Linked DNA regions of Gossypium arboreum: region 1 is linked to region 2. A link is a contact called in public Hi-C data. All regions are on one chromosome and are shown on one strand. The core of a region is the stretch at or near the end of the contact, and the rest is flanking DNA. Distances in the headings are between cores, read along the strand shown. Region 1 holds the start of LOC108460134 (pyruvate, phosphate dikinase 2). Region 2 holds the start of LOC108485149.

What was found. Hi-C and Micro-C count contacts between places; a contact is called where the count stands out from the background.
Region 1: a Hi-C map of leaf shows a contact between it and region 2, with 5 times the contacts expected there. The contact joins the promoter of LOC108460134 here to the promoter of LOC108485149 in region 2. A contact is called at or near these places in 2 of 5 Hi-C or Micro-C datasets (both in leaf).

Annotation. Positions count from the first base shown.
Region 1 is chr10:100,228,246-100,231,598 of ASM2569848v2, reverse strand. It overlaps LOC108460134 (pyruvate, phosphate dikinase 2), which reads right to left and starts at 2,025. Exons shown (of 21, transcript XM_017759498.2): 1 at 1,813-2,025; 2 at 1,387-1,735; 3 at 77-133. The coding sequence starts at 1,713.
Region 2 is chr10:100,085,377-100,089,004 of ASM2569848v2, reverse strand. LOC108485149 reads left to right here and starts at 2,050. Exons shown (of 3, transcript XM_017788995.2): 1 at 2,050-2,324; 2 at 2,428-2,473; 3 at 2,564-2,758. The coding sequence starts at 2,184. The coding sequence ends at 2,607.

The DNA of each region.
Region 1 (3,353 bases), core at 776-3,275, 140 kb before region 2:
CTATTCTAGCTTTAAAATTTCAGTGCCATGGCATGCCAGGATTTTGTTGTATAGAACTACGAAATAGAATTCTTACCAGAGACTTCATGCCCTTATGGCCTTCACTCCTTCCTTTGCCAAATGTAAATACTCTCTGTGAAGTTAAGTAAGAAGTCAAAACAAGCTGCGAGTCTTTATGGGACTCAAGATGAGTGTCAAATACGAGTATATATGTAACATAAGCCATTGTAACGAGCAAAGTTGCAGGAATCCAACTTCTGGTTTTCATGGAATTAACAACATTTAAAAGGCATTGTGATGTTGAAGGACCCCAGGAGACAGCAAGCAACAGCTTAAACAAAAAGACCATGCTACCAACCATTTACTTCCTAGTTTTAAGTATCAAGTCTATAAATTCATCAATTAGTCTATTATAATATTTTTCAGTTTTATGATTAACGCATAGATCATGCTACCAAATCATGAAGAATATTAAATAAATCTAAACCACATTATGATATTGTAAATTGCAAGATAATCCAGTCACATAGTATGCATGAAAGAAAACATGACATGACATAGAAAAAGCATGAATACTATATAAATATACTAACATGTAAAATATTATATAAATATAAAATAACTTAAACATGACTATATATATAAACGCCACAAGAATACATGAATTGCCCATGGGATCATGTTAACCCAAACACCAAAACCTCTGCTTTGGATATATAATGGGCCTATTGATAGTTCAATCCAAGAATCCAACCCAAAACATTGAAGTTTGTAAAGAGATAGACCAAGAACCAAACTAGTTCACTAATTAACATACCTCAAGTTTGTTAACCCAATCATGACCCCAAACTCCTAATTTAGACACATGTGAATATGAAAGGAGAAAATAATTGAAATATAATACAATATGACAATTTGAAACCATAAAAGTTTTGAAAACTTAGATTACCATAAAACTGTTATGGAAGTTATTATGCTAAAAGTTAGATTGTATTTTTTCACTTTACTAAAAGATTAAAAATTAATCTATGTATATTAGATCAAAAATAAAAATTTTATTTATTTCTATTGCTAAAATAGATTTTTTTATCAATACAAGGTTCACATGGCATGTCAAGTTTTCAATAGTAGAAATAAATAAAATTTTCAATAAAAAAAGTTGTTTACTCCTTTATCTAACATACAAAGAATTAGTGAAAGGGACAAAATGTAATTTAATTCTTAATATAAGGGATTTTATGATATTTTTATCAACAAATTATTCAGTTACTTAAAATTTATACGAAATTATGCCTTAAATATAACTGTAATACGAGAACAGAAGGATCGGGCAGAAATGAATTTCTATGGACTCTGATCACTGAAAAACAAATATAAAAGGTAGACCTTTTTCATGGTTGGTGTTGGATCAGAGAGAGGGGAAAGTATGGCTTCAGCCCGAGTGTCGAGCCGCCTCTGTCTTGAACTCCACATGTTCTTTCCATTCCCATGGAACAAACAACAACCACAATAACATTCTTGCATCATATGACGACTGGTAATTACTCCCACACTGCCAAAACTTGGCTTCATCACCCCCAAAAATGAACGTTTTTTAACTTTAAAAACATCAAGTCTATGATTTCCATCCAAATAGCTTCCTTCCCATAGCCTCTGCTTATATACATCTGGTGTTGGTCTTATAACTATTCCTTTCATCGCTGCTGATGACATTTCTTTTGTTTTTTCAAACAACCTGCTTAATCAACAAAGAAAAAGTACTTTAAAATTAAGAAAAATAAACCAATTATAATCAAATGAAAAAAGAAGTACCTGAGCTTGGGAAAAGTGGCAGTTATTGATTTTTTTTCTTTTTGAAGCTTCGAGGCTGAGAAATGGAGTGAAGTGATGATGGAGAAAAGAAAATGGCGGTTGTTGTGTTATAGGATTTTATTTTATTTTTATTTTTGTTGCGATAATTTATTCATTTTTATGTGAGAAAAAAAATTGGAATTATTGAAAAAGAAAAAAAAGGGTTTGATGAATGACATGAGTGGATGGGATTACGGTTACAGCGCTAAGACATGGGGCTAACGGAACTTTAAATTGTTTGAATTACCTTAAATGCCCTCCCTTGAATCATTTTTCAACAGGTGGACCATGGTCGTTGAAGTGGCGCCCAGCTATTGGTTGCTTATGTTGAACTATTTTTTTTTTTGTAAAAATAGTATTTATTTATTTTGTGCTCCATTACAAAATTACAAGTCATTTTCCTCTTTTTTTTTAAAGAATTTCAATGTTCATGGCACACAAATTAATAAAATCCCATCCAACCAAAAAGGAAAAAATAATTTCATTATCAATTTGAATTATCATTTTATATTATATTATATTATATTATATTATAACCTTAATACATAATTTTATATCTAAGTTTGACACGATGCTAGTTTAATTTTTTGGTTCAATGTAGTACATATATTTGATAATAGTTATATATTTTAGTATTTGAACGTAATAATGTTAATTTTTTAGTGTTAATAATATTAGTAATTAATTTTCATTTATAAATTCTAAAACTGAAATTAAATACTATAAAGTTAACATTGTTGTCTTTGGATACAAAATATATAACTTTTATCAAATACAAATACTAGATTAGATAAAAATAATAATACATATACCACATTAGAAAAAAGTCTCAAATTTGGGTATCAAAATTTTATATTATATTATATAACTAAAAATAATTGGAGTAACATATTTATAAAAATTGATATAAAAATCAAATGTGACTTTGGTTAAAATAATAAAATTAGGATGTCTTGGATTTAAATGCATTTTTTAAATTTATCAAAATATAAAAATATATAAATACTATCAAAATAATATTTGTTAGTTTATAAAAAATGAACTTTTGATAATTTCACGATCGAAATGAGACTTAGTTGATGAATGACATCAACTTAATCAAACTTTTAATAATAGTATATAAAAATAAATAGATTTAAAGGTCCGCCTAGTTGATATTACTTATTAATTGGATCTCAACTCAATTATGAAGTATTTATATTATTTTCATATTTTATATAAAATCTATAAAAATGCACAACGTTTAAACCTAAAACTTGAATTTAATGAGTTGAGTCAAATTTTGAACAAATATATGATCATTTGGTTTAAGTTGACTTAATGATAAATTTGTTCAAAATAAATAAAATAATATTAGATTATGACACACCCATGACGTGATAAAAAAATTATGTAACAAATATATTTATTTAAAGTTCATACAAATACCAAATTATGCTTTCGATGAAATGATAAAGTTAAATATTTAAAATTCATTGTATCACGGGTTTCACATTTTACTA
Region 2 (3,628 bases), core at 801-3,300:
TTTAGAAATTAGGTTGAGTATTTTTATATTAAATTTTTGTGGATATTGAAAATTTTATGTTTTAAGTTTGTTGGATTGTTATGAGATTTGAGTTAACTGTTCAATTAAAAATGACTTATCAAGACTTTTTATGGCTTACTTTGTTGTTGATTCTTTTTATATCATTTTTAATGTAGCAATTGGCAAGGGTAAGTCAAACCATGAAGGAGGCACATCAAAACAATTTAGGTGGACAGTGCAGATGGAACACATTGAAATACTTTTAGAGGAGGCTCCAAAAGGAATTAAACCATCTAATACTTTTAAAAATGTAAAGAATCATCTTAGGATGGTAAAAAACACTTGACAAATTATATGCAAAACTCGAGAAGATAGTGGATTTAGGTGGATAACATGAAGATAATATGTGACAATAGAACATATGAGGAAGCTGTGATGGTAAACTTTATATACTATTCTTTTAATATATTAAACTTTCATTTTACTTCTTATTATAATTATGTATTATTTCAAATAGGCACACCTAAGGTATGCCCCATTTTTGAATAAAAAAAACTGAGTATTATGATGAGATGGTTGTAGTTGTTGGGAAAGACATGGCAATAGGGAGATTTGCTAGAACTTTCGCTTATATAAATTTGCTTGATACTAATGATGCTTCTCCAAATTTTAAGATTGAAGAAAATGAAGAGGTTAGAACAAAATTTTCTTCATTTTCTAGAAGATCAAAGCATAAAAGGAAAAATATACAAGAAAGTGTCGATGATGAGAACATTCAACTTATGACAAAACAACTTGGTGAGATTGCTAGTGCCATTAAAAAAATTAATGAGGATAAAATCATCCCTTCACATCTTTTTAGAGAAGTAATATCAAACGAGAGATTTGACGAGGAATTTCTTTCTAATACTTTTGGTTATCTCATGGAACACGAGCAACAAGCCAAAGCATTCTTAGCTAAAACTAAGAATCTTAAAAAAACTTAGCTTGAAAAATTCCTTCGAAGTTAGATTATTTTAGTTGTGGGTTTTGAAAAATGTCTATGCTAGAAATTTGGATTTCAAACCTTTTTTGTATTGACTACAATATCATCTCATTGCATTCTAGGATTTGTTAAAACTTTTGTTGATAGGAGATTTAGGTCATGAACTTCTTTTAACCTTTGTTGTAGGTTTTTAGAATTTTTTGAATTATGAATTATAATGGTATTTCTCATTACATTTGAGCATTTTTAACTATGTGATTAAGTTATTTTATTCATAATTTGTATGCTTTATATGAAAACTTAGGTGAAGATTTTTGTTTTTTGGCTTTGTAAAGAGAAAATAAATAAATGAGATATTAAGAGATTTCAAAAAACTATTTTCGAAAAATAATTTCAGAAAATTTATCGATAGTAGAACATATTTTACACAAATTTAATCAAACATTAGAAAACATCATATTTTCAGAAAAATCAATCTATTTTCAAGAATTCATTTTTTTGAAAGTTATTTTCAATGAATCAAATATGCCCTTATTATACTTAAACCTCACAATTTCCCATCAAAAACAAAGTATTTAATAGCTTGTTAACGAGTATTACTCCAACTTTCTATTTGAACGAGTCATAAGAATATGTGTGCTACTATTTAATAAACTAGGTTCAAATAGAAAGAACAAAAGGAGTTTTTTTTTTGTTTTTGAAAGATGGGGTGGAGGTGGAGGCAACTACAGTAGTGGCGATGTGAGAAGCAAAAAAGGAAGATAAATTTTAAGGATCAAAGTGAGATTATTTGTAAATTTTGAGGATTAATTTTTTAAAATTATGATTAAATCTATATAATATGTATAAGTTAAAAACTAAATTTATTATTATATTAATTTTTTAACTATCACATCACCCTCCTTAAGATATTTAATGGCACTTAACAAAAATGTACTAAAAAAAACTCTTGATTAGTGGGGTGAGTGGGTAACCAAATTAAAAAAAAATTAATAACTGAATAACAAAAAAAGAAAAGAGCAATAATTAGGTCACATGTGATGTGTTTTCCTATAATATATAAATAGTGGAAAACAGACTTAGCTGGACCTTTTCTGTTCTTTTTCAGATAGATCGCGGCCCGGTCCGATCATAACCAGGTGAACTAATAACCCCCAATCCACAAAGCCAGAACTAAAAGAAGCCCCCACAGATAAAAATGGACAAAGCAACGCCAGCACCAGAATCTCCGCCAGTGTCGCCACCACAACAGGCGGCGCTTCATCAAGACGACGCAGCTGGTGACGATGAGAACGTGAAGCAATTGAAGGAATGCTCTGCTCTCTACTTATCCTTGCAAGTTAATAAAATATCCCTTCTATTTCCATCGTTAAACCATAATCTAAAACCTTATTTAAACCCTTTTCTATTTTCACTGCAATTTATTTATTTTGTTCTGGCAGGATTGTCTTATTAAGAGCAACAGGAATTGGAAATCTTGTCAAATGGGTATGCTTTAGATTCTTTGATTTTCTTGTTTCTATTAAAACCCAGTTAATAGACTTGACTCTTTGACCAGTTTTTTTTTTTCTTAAACAGAGGTTCAAGCTTTGAAGGCATGCAATGAAAGGAGGAAAAAATAGCTGTAGGAAATGAAAATTTTAAGTTGTAAGGATGATGAAATTACTTCAAAAATTCACAAATTCAGAACTTTTTTTTTAATGTTGATTTGGCTGAGAAATGTAATGCAACAACCCTTAATAGACTTTATTTTTTTCTTGATCTTGAACAAAAGATCCTATTGAATGCTTAATTCTTCCATAGTCATTGTCTTGCTTTAAATCTTAAAAATTTTCAATTAAAATCATGTGAGAGATATATGCACAACATGAACTCTATATATCCGTTATAGTGGAATCATTTGACATATGCAATGAGGATACTACTGCATCTACTGTATTATCTCTAGTTTTCAATGTGCAAACTTATCTTTTTGTTCAACTGTGATTCTTCTTCTTTCCTTCATATGAGCTTTATCATAGACAATGTCAATGGATCAACCTCGTCCTCGCTCCAAAGAAAAACTATCTTCTCTTTTAAAAGTTAAAAGCTGCAACACGGTTACTCTAGCCAATGAGGAAATATTCTTCTTGCCAATCTCTCATGTTGCACTTCTTGTATATGACATAGTTAAAATTATCAAGAAATCTAATCTTCAATGAGAAAAATTTGTCATACTAGGAGGGGGAAAATACAAATATCAGAATCATGATGCAAGTGACATGGATGGTGGCCTTTTATTGATTAGATAGGCCTTGTTCCATGGAGAAATGCAAACTACTACTCGTGCAGCATGATAAATATTCCAATGGTTTGCATCAAATGCCTAAAAATCATGGCCAATCGAGCTTCTGTCACAGTCTGTTAGGTGAAACATGGGAATCTTCTGATTTGTGATGCTAGAAGCGTGATGATTGCTAATGGTCATCTACTGCATAAGTATGATGGACATGCAGAGGATAAGGCAAGTACTAAGTACGTGTGGAAACTCGAAGAAATGGCTTAGGTTCCTGGAAGAAAAATTAGGAAATTGTTGTAAATTGTTATCTGTCATCGAAGTAAATATTGCAAATCGAAGTCTTTATTGTTGCCCAGACCAAGTCC